Linked DNA regions of Mus musculus: region 2 is linked to region 1. The links are chromatin contacts, called in public HiChIP or PLAC-seq maps. All regions are on one chromosome and are shown on one strand. Each heading gives the region's core, a stretch centred on a gene start, on an enhancer-like site or on the middle of the called end of the contact. The rest is flanking DNA. Distances are from core to core; before and after follow the strand shown.

Region 1 (7,251 bases), core at 2,577-5,076:
TGTGTGTGTGTGTGTGTGTGTGTGTTGTTTGTTTGTCTTTTAATGGAGCATAGAGTACTTTGTCCCAAACAAACAGTTTCTCACCCTTAATTCAGTAACAGACAAAAGATACAAGTCAAACAACAAAAGGACTTTTTGAATTCCCACAGTGTTTTCACAAGTCCTCCCACCCCCTTCACACAGAGTCTGCCTCCAAACACAAGTGCCACCTTTATCTTTAAGGTCCAGGACATGTGGGTATCAGCAAAACTCAGCTCAGCACTTCTCTCCCAGTAGGAAGCTGTAAAATTCCAGACACACTGTACAATGCAGCTCTTATTTAGAAAAGGAAGGGAAACCAAAGGCAGGAGACAGTATGTTATTTGCTTTTAGTGCTTCTTACACTTAAGTTATTTGACTCAGGCTGCAAGAAGCAAAGAGAGATAACCCCACTTGAAGCTCCTCCTAAACTTCAAAACTCTGTCAAGGGTTTGAATAAAGATGGAGGATGTCTGCTGCCTTCGATAAGAACGTGTAAAAGACAGGACAGAGCCTTAGGAAGTGGAAAGATACACAAAAGTGTGTTCATTACTCAGCCTCGCAAAATTATGATAAAGAACAGTTGCCTTACTTGTTTGAGGATAAAAATGAGAAGTCTTAATTATGGAATATATGCGCTGGCCATAACAGCAATCTAAGTTTTAGTAATAGGACAAGTAGCTATGCTTGTTTTTACATCTTATATTAAATTTAAGGATACGTGCTTCACTTTCATTAAACTTACTACCTAACTATAATAATATGTGTCAAAGGTTATTAAAATTTTATTGGAGGCTTTTGTTAATTAAAATAAAATATTTGAAAATAGATTTTAAATTCTATGACTCTAGGGATTGGGGCATAGCACGTCTCCAAGTGTTTCACATTATAAAACATTAAAGGTTTTCTACTTTCATCATATTAAAAAACTTCTACCTGTTTTTTCTTTTTTATTAGAGAACAATTTGTTTTTATTGCTTTTTTTTTTTAATCTGTTTATCTGTTACTGTAGGTGTATAAATGTTTTGCTTGCATCTCTGATGCCTGCAGAAGTCAGAAGTGGAAGTTGGATCCTCTGGAATTGGAACTATGAATGGCTGTGGACCAGCATATGGGTGCTGGGAACTGAACCTAGACCCTCTGCAAGTGCAATAAATGTTTTCAACCACTACACCATCTCTCATCCACCACTATACCATCTCTCAAGCACTGAATTTTTTACTGCTATTATTGTTATGATTTCTTCCTTTTGACGGATTATAATTATATTTTCCTCCTTTTTTTCTCCCTCCAAGCCCCTCCTTGAATTCTTTCAAATCTATGGACCCTTTTTTTCATTATTTGTTGCTATATGATACATTAGGAATTCTCTCTATAAGTAATAGAAACTATTCTAACCCAGTCAGATAGATGTTTAAGTTTTAGAAATTTAAACATAACATAATTTTTCAAATTTTCTTATCACGAGAACTATGAAGTAAGAATATTGCATGAATAAAATTTAATATTTGATTTTTAAAATTCAATCTGAACTCAATAACCCATATGGAATCCCATATTTTAAAATCACTTTGATACAAATAAATGAATGACTATGGGCTAGTAAATCATAATTTGAATGACTGTTTACATGCAAAGTAACACTGAGATGACTATTTTATGTGATTCTGCGGGTAGTTAAGTTAGCTGTTTAATTTTGACTTAAAAATAAAAGGTAAAATGTCTTAACAACATCTAGCTCTTTCTAACTTGTGAATGCCTTCAACACAGGAATGGTGTAATACAGACCTTTAATGACTGCCTGGCACAAGGCTTAATAATTATGTTCAAACAAAACAAAATTTTAAATTGATAGGACTGACCAAAACGTAACATAAGCACTTAGAGAGTGCCTATAATATAGTGCACACTCTTAAGTGTAAACTGATTTTAGTGAAAAGTGAAAGAAGCATGTGGGAAGACATAGCAAGAGCTCCACAGCTCTGGCTGGCAGATGTGGGAGGTGCAGAGCCAGTGAGAGGCCACTATCACAACAGTACAACCCAAATCTACAATGTCCTGTAATATAAAAGGCAGCAGTATAACACAAACGAGAACCAACAATGCCAAGGCATGCTGACTGGGCCATCAATATCAGAGGCACTTGATGTGATCATTAATATGGAGACTTTGAGACTCCAATAAGATCTTCTGGTAACAGCTGTCATTGAATTTGTATGTTTTTAACAAGACCCTCAGACAATTTTCATAGAAACTTCAACTTGAAAATCACTTGCTAAACCCTTATAAGCTGCCTTTAAATTTTCTCCATGATTTATATAAAATCTTAGAAAGTCTACTTTATTTAAAAACAAAAACAAAAACTGTTGAAGCCGGGCAGTGGTGGTGGACGCCTTTAATCCCAGCACTTAGGAAGCAGAGGCAGGCAGATTTCTGCATTCGAGGCCAACCTGGTCTACAAAGTGAGTTCCAGGACAGCCAGGGCTATACAGAGAAACCCTGTCTCAAAAAAACAAAACAAAACAAAACAAAAAAACAAAGCAAAACAAACAAACAAACAAAAAACCTGTTAATAGTTTTCACTATTAAGTGGAAATGGTAATACCCACTTCATGAATTAAATAAAATAACATGTTAAGTTTTTTGCACATTTTCTAGTGCATGATGAATCAAATATTAGTTAATATTAATAAGCTAGAAATAGAACTGGACATCTATAGGTGTCAAGCCTGTAATCGCTGTCAGACTGTGCACACAATGTGCTGATTCAACACTGTAATTGGATGTATTGACATGGTTCTTTATAGGCTATTCAAAATTGTCCATCAAAAAGCCAGTCATAGATGGATGGCTCTATTAGTAAAGTTCTTGGCTCACACGTAGGAGGACCTAAGTTGGATCCGTAGAGACCATGTAAAAGGCCAGACATGTTGGCATATGCTTATAATTCCAGCTGTTGGGAAACTGAGATGGGCAGATTCCTGAAGCCTGTTTGGCAAACAGTCTAGCCTACTTGGTACAGGTTTGGGCCAATGAAAGATGCTGTCACAAACAAATAATAGAAAGTGCCTGAAAAATGACACCCACATTTATTTTCTACATTCTAGATGTATATGAACACACCTGTATGTGAACACACACATACATATGAACACATATAAACACAGCACACACACATACATATAAACACATACCAACAGAGATACACACACACAAAAAGGTAATCACAAAAGACTACAGCTTAATTATTTTAATTATTTGGAATAACCTCCAGTAAGGGTCAATAAAGAGTTGGGAAAAGTCAAACCCAAGAGAAATGTACTGCCAACACCCTGGAGATGATTGCAGCGAAGATAAATACAAAACATGCAAAATAGCATTGTGAAGATGTGTGACTCAGTTATTTCTGTATTAAATCATCATCCGTCGATCTAGGCTATTCATGATAACTCAGTATATCCACTTCTCCACAGAAAACCCAGCAAGCACCAGCGTGACCAGGCGATAGGAGTTAAAGCTACCAGTGATGAGTCATGCTGACGACACTCAGCCCACTCGATGTAATGGAATAGGGTACTTGGCTTCTGTGAAATCCTTTACAGAAACTAATGACTCCAAAGTGATAAGGACCAAAGCACCATAAAATTTTGGGAAGCTTTCTGTGAAATCCATCAGCCAATACACCTTGAAACAGTGAGCATCAAGAAAAACAAGTCTGCGAATTGTTACAGGCTTGAGAAACAGAGGAGACTTAGTAACTGGAAACTGGTGGGAGATCCTGCATGGAGTTTCACAGTAGGAAATAGAGAGGTGTGACATTTCAAGGCCAGAGCTTGGTTTGTAGATCCTTAGTCCTGCAGATTCATTAGAGTTGTGTAAGATGTCAACAAAAGAGGGAACTGGCTTAAGGGCGGACAAGATGCTCTTACTGCAGTTGCAGCTTTTCTATGAATCTGAAAGTAGCCCAAAGTAAAAGGGCTTAACCTTAAAAGGTCTTCTTCAGCTCAACAGCTGAAAATAGGGACCATCAAGCAGTGGAGAGATGGAAATATGGGTTAAGATTCCAGCATGACCTTCTATTCTAAAAGCTTCCAGTATAAACATCTGGACTTTGGATAAATTATTATAGATGTGGTTTTAAGTAAACCATCTTTTACATTATATTTTACTGATACATAAAGTTATACACATTAACAGGGTAGAGTATAACATTCAACGTGTACATAATGTTTAAATCAAATCAGACATATTTATCTTTTTCAACTATTTATTATTTTTTCATGGTAAAAAACTTGCAAAATCTTTCTAATTTTATAGCTTATTTCTGTCATCCTCAGTTAACATATGTTTATTAGCATATCAGTACTCTTTATAACTAAGTTTGTGTGTGTGTGTGCAAGCATGCTCATACATGTGTTTCAATTACTGGAGACTAAATCCATGAATTTATGTGTGTTTGTTTGCCAGGAGGCACTCGTGAACATCAAAGCCCACCAAGGAACCATTTCCAGTGTAATAGCATTAGGGTCTCTTTATTACAAGCTCAGGCCTGGGCTCTCCTCTAACCCAATCCTGACACAGCAGGATGGGAAGGGAAGGCAGAGCAGCCTGGAACCCTCAGCAGGAGAAGGTTTTATAGAAAATGGAAGTAAATGGGGGGGCGGGGGGTCCATCCTAGCAAGTATCTAATTGAATGTCTATTGTAAGCTGACAGGTGGGTGCTCTAAAGCAAGACTGAATACAATCACAGTCTGAAGGTACATCTGAAGCAATCAGACTAATCTTTGATTAACTGTTGCTAAGAAGTAGCTAGGGAGTAACTTTGGCCAAGGACAAGCCATGGTATCCTTCCTGGTACATGGGTGTAGCTTGAGTTCTGCTGCAGGTCAAATTTTCAGGCTTCATTAATTTCTTTAAGATGGGGGCCAGTCCCAAGATGGAGTAGATTTGGCCTCTCAAGTTAAGCAACTGCTGTAATACTGAACTATATTCTCATCCCTAGCCAACTGTAGCATAATACCACTGATCAAGCTCATCTTTCTATGTTTGGCTTACTTGAGCTTATAAAAGTTAAGATTCTTATGATATCTAAAACAAAATATATACTAAAGATAATTTTTAAATGATAGTAATACTTTGACTGTTAAAGAAAAATTTGTTTAACCGTGAACTGAATTTCATTTGAATTTGTTTTCAAAATGCTGATTACCTTTTCAATGACAGAAGCCCCCGCCATGTGCTCAGTGATTAAACTTCATCAGCAATTGACAACACCTCCTTTTACTGCTATTAAAAAGATAAATAAAGAGATGTCCGACCCAGGAGGAAGCATTTTAAATTCAAGTACTTTAATCTTTTACAGATGAAATATACGAATATAATTATGTCCTTTTATAATTCCAATGAATGATACGATAAGAAAGGACTCAACAGAAAAATACAGATTGTATGGACAGATATTTCACAGAAAGGTAATTTCACAGGCTTATAATATATAAAAAGACACTTAATCACATCAGTGTTCAAATATAATTGGCAAAAAGTCCTGCAGATAGATGCGTTAAGCTGAAGCAAGAGAACAAATTCCTAGCTCCATCTCCCTGACCCAGACAAGCTGCAGCCTGTGATCTTTGCCAGATTAGTAGTGTGGAAGAACATCTGGGATGAGGACATGATCCAGGGCTTTGGGCACAACCCAAAGTTTCTGTGCTCATCAAACATAGGGTCAGTGTTTCCTCTACAGGGGGAAGTTTACAGTGCAGATTAGTGAGTGCATACTACACACATTGTTGGACCAAAAATATTGATTGAGCAACTGATTATGTCAATGATGGCCCCAACAACGTAACCCAATAACTCCAGGTCACACGAAAAGACTATACAAAAAATAAAGACACGTTACATCTGAATCTGCTACCAACTCTTTACTGCTCAAAAGACAAGTGCCCAAGAAAAGCCATCATCAAGGAGGCAAGGTATTTCTCCTGCTCAAATATTCAGTTCTTTCATTGCACTTCCATCTAAATCTGTTACTAAAAATATTCTGCTCCATCAACCATTTCAAGTACTGATACCAAAGACATAGTGTGTCTGATTGAATATCCTGGAGAGTACATTGAAATCTAGTTATGCAAAGTAAACTTCAGCTATCAGTCAGATAAGCACATTGTACTGGCTAGTTTTATGTCAACTTGGCACAAGCTAGCATCATCAGAGACAAGGGAGATTCCACTGAGAAAATGCCTCCATAGAATCAGACTGTAGGCAAGGCTGTAGGACATTTTCTTAATTAGTGATTGATAGGGGAGGGCCCAGACTATTATGAGTGAGAGTACTCCAAGGATGGTGGCCCTGGGTTTTACAAGAAAGCAAGCTGAGCAAGCTGTGAAGAGCAAGCCAATAAGAAGCACCCCTTCATGACCTCTGCATCAGCTCCTGCCTCAGTGTTCTTGTCCTGCTTGAGTACCTGATCTGACTTCTTTAATGATGAACTATAATATAGAAGCGTAAGACAAATAAATCCTTTCCTCCTGGAGTGACATTTTAATTACAGTAATAATAATCCTAACTTTTGCTTTATAGTTAGGGTTACTTTATTTTATAATCGACCATAATCTTAGTCAATTAAATTTGTAGTCTATCAAACAGACATCACAGGGGAAAATACAAGAAAAATTTAGGCATTTATCACTCTGTTAATCCATTGAAATAAAACTACACAGAAAATTTCTTGATGGCTACAAAAATCTCTCTTCACAGCCAAGTAAATTAGGCTTCACAAACCAATCCAGAGAAGAGATATTGTTTTACTTCATTCTTTTTTTCATTTTAAATCTAAGAAATAGAACCCACTTTTTCATGTCTCAGTGACACCCTCTAGGATCCTACAAAGGCTTTTTCTTATAATTGGTCAACTGCTATATAATGACTATTGAACATTAAACAAAAATGTATTCAGTTCTCCATATTCTCCAGCATGTTAGATTTTATTTAACCAAGTACCAAGAGTCATAAGCAGTATAAAAATAATGATATTCCAGATTCTGATTTTGTTTAGAGACCTGGGATAGCCAAGATGGTGAAAGGATACCATGTAAGTTGTGGTGTTGAGCATGCTCTTTAGAGAAGGGAATCATCACTAAAAACTGCATCTCTCAGTTCACTTCTACCCAAGCATGACCCCACCTTGTTCTCAAGCTTGAAAACTATCCTGTCTATTTCACAAAGACAGAG
Region 2 (7,251 bases), core at 1,609-4,108, 780 kb before region 1:
ATCGGTCCAGACACACAGACTCGCCTTTGGACAGCTCTGCCTCCTTGTAGTGGGGAGGCACGCACTTCCGGTGGCAGGCACTGGTCATTCTGGGATTAGAGAAGAACAAGGTTGTATCAGTGACTTCCTGGAGCATCCCAGGCACCTTCAACAAGCCCAACCCTGCTGCATTGATTCTTGCCTCGTTCCCTCCGTCAAGAAAACAGCGGGAACCCCCAGTTTTCACTTCAACCACCTTGGAACGCTTTTCCAACTAAGACTCTTCTTTGAGTCATGTACAAGACTAGTTAAAGAGGAAGCACTTGCTGAACACCGGCTGTGTGCCAGGCGTCACGCTAAGGGCTAATACAGGTTCTGTCATGCAACCCTCACAGTAACCCACTGGGGCAGGCACAATCACTATCCCCACTTTACAGACGAGGAAATTAAGACACAGCTCAGTAAGAGCTGAGGGTCACACAAAGCTAGGTAGTCTGACTGCGCAGTCTGTATTTTAAAAACCATTCCAATTTGTAGTCTCCAAGACAAACCTACCGAGAGCTGCTGTCGAAAACCAGCAGATACCTGCTGGTTCCTGTATGATGTGCTAATGCTAGAGGCTTTCAGTTTAATATTGCAATGTCTTTATGGAGGGAGCAGTGCTTCTTAGGTCAGTTTTACTGATGAGTAACCAGTTATGACATTCAGCCTAAAGACACTCAGCTGCTGATGGTGCAGCAAGATGTTTCCAAACGGCTACAAGCAGTAGTTTGAAGTCAGGCTGAAGTTCTGGTCCTGACATTGCTACTGACCAGCTACAGCCCCTGAGATTATTAAACCCCTTGACACCTCAATTCCCCTGTGTTAAAATAGTACTAATAAAATTAACCCACTGATTTTCTTTCTTTCTTCCCTTTCTTTCTTTTGAGACTGGTCTCATCTATCCCAGGCTGGTTTTGAACCCACTATATAGCCAAGAATGATCCTGAACTATTTAGTCTCTGGCCTCTAACTGCTGAAATTATAGGCACCATGTCAAGATCAAACCAAGGGCATCCTGCATTCTAGACAAAAATCCTACGTTATTATATCCCCTTCTCCCTTTGAATTATTTTTAACTATTTACAAAACTGATAATGGGGGCCTGGAAAGTGGTTAAGAGAACTGACTGCTCTTGCAGAGGACCTAGGTTAGGTTCCCAGCACCCACACGGTAGCCCACAACTATCTTTGACTCCAGTTCCTGGAGATATGATGCCCTCTACTGGCCTCTGCGGGCATGCAAGCAAAACATCCATACACAGAAAACAAGTAAACAAACAAATAAATAAATTTAAAGTGATAATATATATAAAATGCTTTGCAAATGCCTAACACAGAGTTAAAGTATAATTTAGGCCGAGTGTGCACACCTTTAATCCCAGCACCCAAGAGAATGAGACAGGTGGATCTCTGAGAGTGAGGCCAGCCTGGTCTATACAGATTAAGCTGACAACCAAGGCAACACAGAGAAGCCCCATCGTGAAAAACAAGAACAAAACAACATCCACTCCATCCCCCCCAAAAAGGAAGAAAAACATTAATAAATATTAGCAACTAAATACTATTCATTACTAAATGGCTGTTCAGAAGGCTTAGGCGGCAAAGGCACTTGCTGCCAAACCAGAAGATTTGAGTTCAATCCAAGATGAGATCCTATTAAGCTGCCCTCTGACCTCCACATGTGTGGCGCTATGGCATGCATGTTGGCATTCATAAACAAACACAAAATACATAAACTACATAAACAAGGGTAAATGGGCTATCTAAGGAGAAAGAAAGATGGAAACGAGGAGAGAAGAGAAGAGAAGAGAAGAGAAGAGAAGAGAAGAGAAGAGAAGAGAAGAGAAGAGAAGAGAAGAGAAGAGAAGAGAAAGTGCTTATATGTTCTTGATACTCAGCAGAGCCTGGGCAGGAGATTCTCCATCATACACCCCTTTTATTCCCTCCAAATAGCCAACCAAGTCCTTCCAGTGACCTGTATTTACTTCAGCGAAGCACGCGGTGAGGGTGGGGCGGGATTAGGAGGGCGGGACTTGGCTCCACTACCTTATCGAAAGCATTCGTTACAAGTGCTTCACTCTGTCGGGCTAGGGGTGACTAGGGCGAGTTTTCCTAGACAAGGTGAAGCCGAGTGCTTCTCTTTACCTGTTGTACATGTCAGCCATCATCTCCACCTCCAGCTCCGCAGCCAGCTGCTGGGCTCTGAGCGGATCCATGTCAACTTAGCACCGTGGAGAGAATAGCCTCCTGGTCTTTAGTCCTAGGAGCGGACATGATCAGTCAGCATCGATCCCTCCCGGTTCACCCTAGTACCACCCCCCCGGGGGGGCTGGAGGGCGCGAGGAATTACAGTGTTTCAGACCAGCGGGGACCAATACCCCGCTCAGTAAACGTAATCAGCCCTCTTAACAGAAGTGGAGATGAGGCCCTTAAAGAGGACAGTGTCCAGCTCAAGGTCACTCGCGATGTCATGGGGCTCGGGGATGGAAACCGAGCCCTCTTAGTACCTCGAGATCACTCCTAGAGCCAGAGGATTGACAGTTGGGACGGAACACACAAAACCGTGGGTCTGAACCCATGCAGCCCCGAGAATGTGACCCTAACCACAGCCTAGGTTCCCGGGGTGGGTCTAAAGGCTGAGCCTCTGTCACGGCAATGGCATAATCAGGAATCAGGGTTACCCTGGGTATCAGACACCACGGCCCACTCACCACGGCCTGGGGCAGGTCACAGCTCCCGCAACGTCCCCAACTTCGGGTCAATAGTAAAAAGTTACCGGGTACCAAGGCAGGCGAAATAAGAAGCACGTGGGTCACTTCCGGAAGGAAGTCTAGCCTCTTCTTTGATCCGGAAGAAAACGCCGACCAGGCTGCGCTGGGAAACCGGCTACCATAGAGAAACCGACCTTAATTTGCTAGAGTGGACTCCAAAGTACCATAGAATGCTGAGTGAGTGGCAGAGCGCCGGCAGCCTTGTTAGCATTCCATCCCTCCGGTTGTCCGGGAGACGCCTGAGCGTTTGCAGTGTGGAAGAAGCTTGGCTCCCTGAACCCACCATGGAGAGCCCACGCCAGAGCGCAGACGGATCTTATGTGAAGAAAGGAGAACGTTTCCCAAAGGAGCCTGTCAATTTTGCATGTTAAAACACCTGGAGCACTTTAAAAAAAAAAAAAAAAAAAAAAAAAAAACACCTCAGCGCCCAGACGTTACCTCATACCCCTGAAATCAGAATCCCGGGGAGCAGTGTGCAACATTAACTAGTGGAGTTGCAGAGAAGATACACGATCGCTGCTCGCAGAAAAAAAGAAACATGTATAGAGATTGTCTTTATTTGCTTTTGAGGCAGGGTCCCATGGAACCTAGGCTGCTCTCTAATTTGCGGTGTAGCCGAAGATGACCTAGAACTTACGAACCTGCCTCCACCTCACTAGTGCTTCGGCTACAGATAAGCGCCATTATGCCTGACTTTTGCAATGTTGGGATGAAAACAGGACCACATGCTTAGGCAAGCACTCTATCAACTGCCCCAGTGCTGCAACATGTTTTACTGCACTTCTTTATTATAGCCCTACACATGCACAATAAATAAAGTAAGTAAATAAATAAATGTAATAATAAAAAGCATTGGGTTTATCCCTTTAAAATTTTATTAGGGCAAATTCACAACACAGAACACAGTCTAATGAACGTCATTGAATCTATCCCCAAGATTTAATAATTCTTACTATTTAGTCACATTTTCTTGATCTATTATCTTTAGCAGATGAAGTCTTTTTCCCAAAGTGCTATTTTCACATTCTCAGCTAATAGTGATGTTTTTTTCATCTCTCTTCCACAGTGCTGAAGGTTGAATCCAGGGTCTCATGCAAACCCTCCACAACTGAACTACACAGGTCATTTGATATACTATTTTTAAATTTAAATTTATTTATAAGAACATGTGTCCTTGGGCTGGAGAGATGGCTCAGTGGCTAAGAGTACTGACTGCTGTTCCAGAGGTCTTGAGTTCAATTCCCAGCAACCACAAGGTGACTCACAACCATCTGTAATGGAATCCAGTGCCTCTTCTGGTGTGTCAGAGCTACAGTGTACTCATAGATACAGAAAATAAATATATTGAAGAAGGAGGAGGAGGAGCCCATGGTAGGATCAAAGGAGGTCAAAGGACAACTGATTCTCGCAGCAACCAGAGTGATGTAAAAAACAAACAAACAAACAAACAAACAAAAAAAAACCCTACAACTGGATCATGTCACTCACCCCCTAGATGCTGCAGTAGTTTCTCATCATGGAGAAAGCCAAAGTCTTCTCAATAGCTTATAAGACCCTGCACTGCTTCTCTCCATGATGTGATCCATCCCCTGAGAAGAGCAAACTATAGGACAAATGGCTTACCTTGGCTTTTGGTTCACTCTATTCCACTGCGTCAAGGAAGGCATTGTGGCAGGAATGGGAGGCAACTGGTCATAGCATGTCCATAGCCAAGACACACAGAAGAATGCTAGTACTCAGCTCACTTTGGCCTCTTTATTCAGTCAGCTAGCCCAGTCCATGGCACATTGCTAGATACATATAGGGTGGGACTTCCTACCTCTGTTAACCCAATATAGAATTATCTCATGGACTTGCCTAGAGGTTTATCTTCTAAGTGGTTCTAGATCCTGTAATTAGATAATCAATGTGAGCCAGGACAAATTCCACATGATTCACCAACCCTATTTTCTTACTTTTACTTCCAACTACTCTCCTGCTGCAGTGCTTTGCCGGGCCATGCTGATACCCTCTCTATCAAATGCATCAAGCATACTCCCTTCTTCCTAGTTACTGTTCTCTGCCGGGGATGCAGGTGCTCCTCGCTGGCACAAGTTTACATCCCAAACTTGAGGTCTTTGTTCCTATATCACTTGCCGTATCTACAAGTATATTCTCCTCCCTACAAAACAAGCAAAAATAAAGACAAAGTCCTATTGCTTGCACCACTTCACCTTATTTTATAGAGCCTGTCACATCTAATGTAGTGCATATTTTACTTGTTGATGAGATGACTAACTCATCACACTCAAATGATCTCTGTTGGCCTGTTTTCTCTTGTGTTCAGTGTCATTGTCTCCAGCACCTACTTGGTGTTCACTGACTTCTGCATCAGGGAATGAAGGGATTATCTAAGAGAAGTTTTGATGACTGATGCCACCATCTTCTAGAATGTTGTTTTAATTATCTATCTTATCTATTAAAGGAAAAAAATCATCAAGGCAGAGACACATGGGAGAACTCATCGACTCACCTGTCTTTGGCAGATAATATTTTTAAGGTTTCTTTATCTCATGTATATATAAGTACACTGGAGTCGTCTTCAGACACACCAGAAGAGGACATTAGATTTCATTACAGATGGTTGTGAGTCACCATGTGGTTGCTGGGAATTGAACTCAGGACCTATGGAAGAGCAGACAGTGCTCTTAACCTCCAAGACATCTCTCCAGCCCTGACAGACAATTTCTAATGAACAGAGGAGATGTACCAGGTACAGATGTTACACTGATTTGAACATCAGTCGCCAAAACTGGCTTCACAGAATAATCTCACATTTATATCATCCCAGGCACTGACCCCAACTCTTTTTTTCCCTGCTTTTCTTGATTAACTGTTTTATTCAATATGTATTGATCAAGAACATAATATGACCCAGACAAAGCTTGGGGTCTATATCTGTGAGCATAAAAAAAAGATTTCCTGTCCTGAGAGAGAGAGAGAGAGAGAGAGAGAGAGAGAGAGAGAGAATGCAATTTTACAGTGATTTTTATTTATTTATTTATTTACTTACTTACTTATTTCTATTTTGTGTGTATAAGTGTTTTGCCTGCATGTATGTGGTTTATGACACATGTGCCCTTGGAGATCCGATAAGGGCATAAGATCCCCTGGAACTGCAGTTCCAGATGGCTGTGAGCCATTATGTGAGTGTTGGGAACTGGGAATTCCGTAAAGACAGTAAGTGCCATGCTCTTCACCACTGAACCATCTCTCCAACCCCAAGAATGCAATGTGTTGTTGTTGCTTTTCAAGACAGGGTTTCTCTGTGTAGCCCTGACTGTCCTAGAACTTGATTTGTAGACCAGGGTGGCCTTGAACTCACAAAAAATCCACCTGCAACTGTATCTCAAGTTCTGGGATTAAAGGCACGTGCCACCACTACCCAACATCAAGAGTGCAATTTTTGATTCCACAGTACATGTTACACAGTGCATAAGCAGGCAGAATTGATGGAGAGAGCTTAACAATGGAGGGCCTCCTTTAGAGAAGGAAACTTGAGCTGGATTTAGAGTAATGAGAAGGAGCCAGCCTCACAAAGAGCAGAAGGAAAAACCCAGTCCTGAGTCTGGAAGGCACTGATTAGATTTATTTACGGCACAGGAAGCAAGCCAGTATGGCTGAGTGAAAGGGGCTGGGGGAGGGGAATTGGAGGAGTCACAAGCTTCATAAACAGGAGGAGCATCACTGCCCACACTCTCCACATGGTACCCTCCTTAAGTCGTATGACACATGGCCAGGATAAGGATTTGCTTTGTTTTGGTTTTCAGAGCAAAATCTTAATTACACACACACACACACACACACACACACACACACACGGAATATATTCAGAGCTGATCATGTTTCAGTCAATGGAGCTCAAAACAGAAGCAATGTATGATGTAGATGCTAAGAGTCCAGTGTTTCATATGTAGATGCTAAGAGTCCAGTGTTTCATTGGCTCTTTCCATTTCTCTCTTCTCTCGGGCCATCCCCTTTCAAGCTTCCTGGTGCGGTGTGAGCCCACAGTTGGCAGTGGCTCCAGTTACCACCTTCTGAGCCCACCCCTCAGCAGCTACTTTGTCTAGAGAAGAATAAAGGAGGAAATTAGAGGAAGGCTGGAAGCAAGGAGCTAAGGGAGCATGGAAGGTCTACCCCGGCTCTGGACGATCACAGCCGACCAGAGAGCTGGAGACCACGTTCCAAATGCGCCCCTGACTGGTTGTTGCTTGTCAAGGTCTCCATGGCCAGAGCACTTCGGGAAGGACGGTGATCTCAGGAAAGATGTTAGGGCCAGTCCCTGAGAGGGACGCAGCAGCGTGATTGAAAGATGCCACCTGTCAGATCTTCGGGGGAAATCTGAGCTCCCAGACTAAGAGAAAGTGTTGTACCAACAGAACAGTAAACAATGCCCTTCCCGAAGCCCGGGCCTCTTGAAG

What was found. HiChIP or PLAC-seq counts read pairs in DNA pulled down with a chosen protein or histone mark.
Region 2: a contact with region 1 is called in an H3K4me3 HiChIP or PLAC-seq map of bone marrow-derived macrophages, with 2.9 times the contacts expected there. The contact joins the promoter of Timm10 here to the enhancer-like site in region 1. A contact is called at or near these places in 3 of 39 promoter capture datasets (the HPC-7 cell line, cranial neural crest and neutrophils), 1 of 115 datasets of contacts at active chromatin or transcription factors (bone marrow-derived macrophages) and 1 of 9 other capture datasets (macrophages).

The regions. Positions count from the first base shown.
Region 1 is chr2:84,045,231-84,052,481 of GRCm38.p6, reverse strand. No RefSeq gene overlaps it. Among named protein-coding and RNA genes, the nearest start is that of Zswim2, 110 kb to the right of the region's middle. Within about 2 kb of position 3,826, at least 10 of the 459 cell types and tissues checked have an H3K27ac peak or open chromatin away from gene starts, as enhancers often do. A contact at or near this core is called in bone marrow-derived macrophages, where this site is marked.
Region 2 is chr2:84,822,628-84,829,878 of GRCm38.p6, reverse strand. Timm10 (translocase of inner mitochondrial membrane 10) reads right to left here and starts at 2,858. Exons shown (of 3, transcript NM_013899.2): 1 at 2,732-2,858; 2 at 2,166-2,280; 3 at 1-89. The coding sequence starts at 2,236. Smtnl1 (smoothelin-like 1) reads left to right here and starts at 7,227. Exons shown (of 8, transcript NM_024230.2): 1 at 7,227-7,251.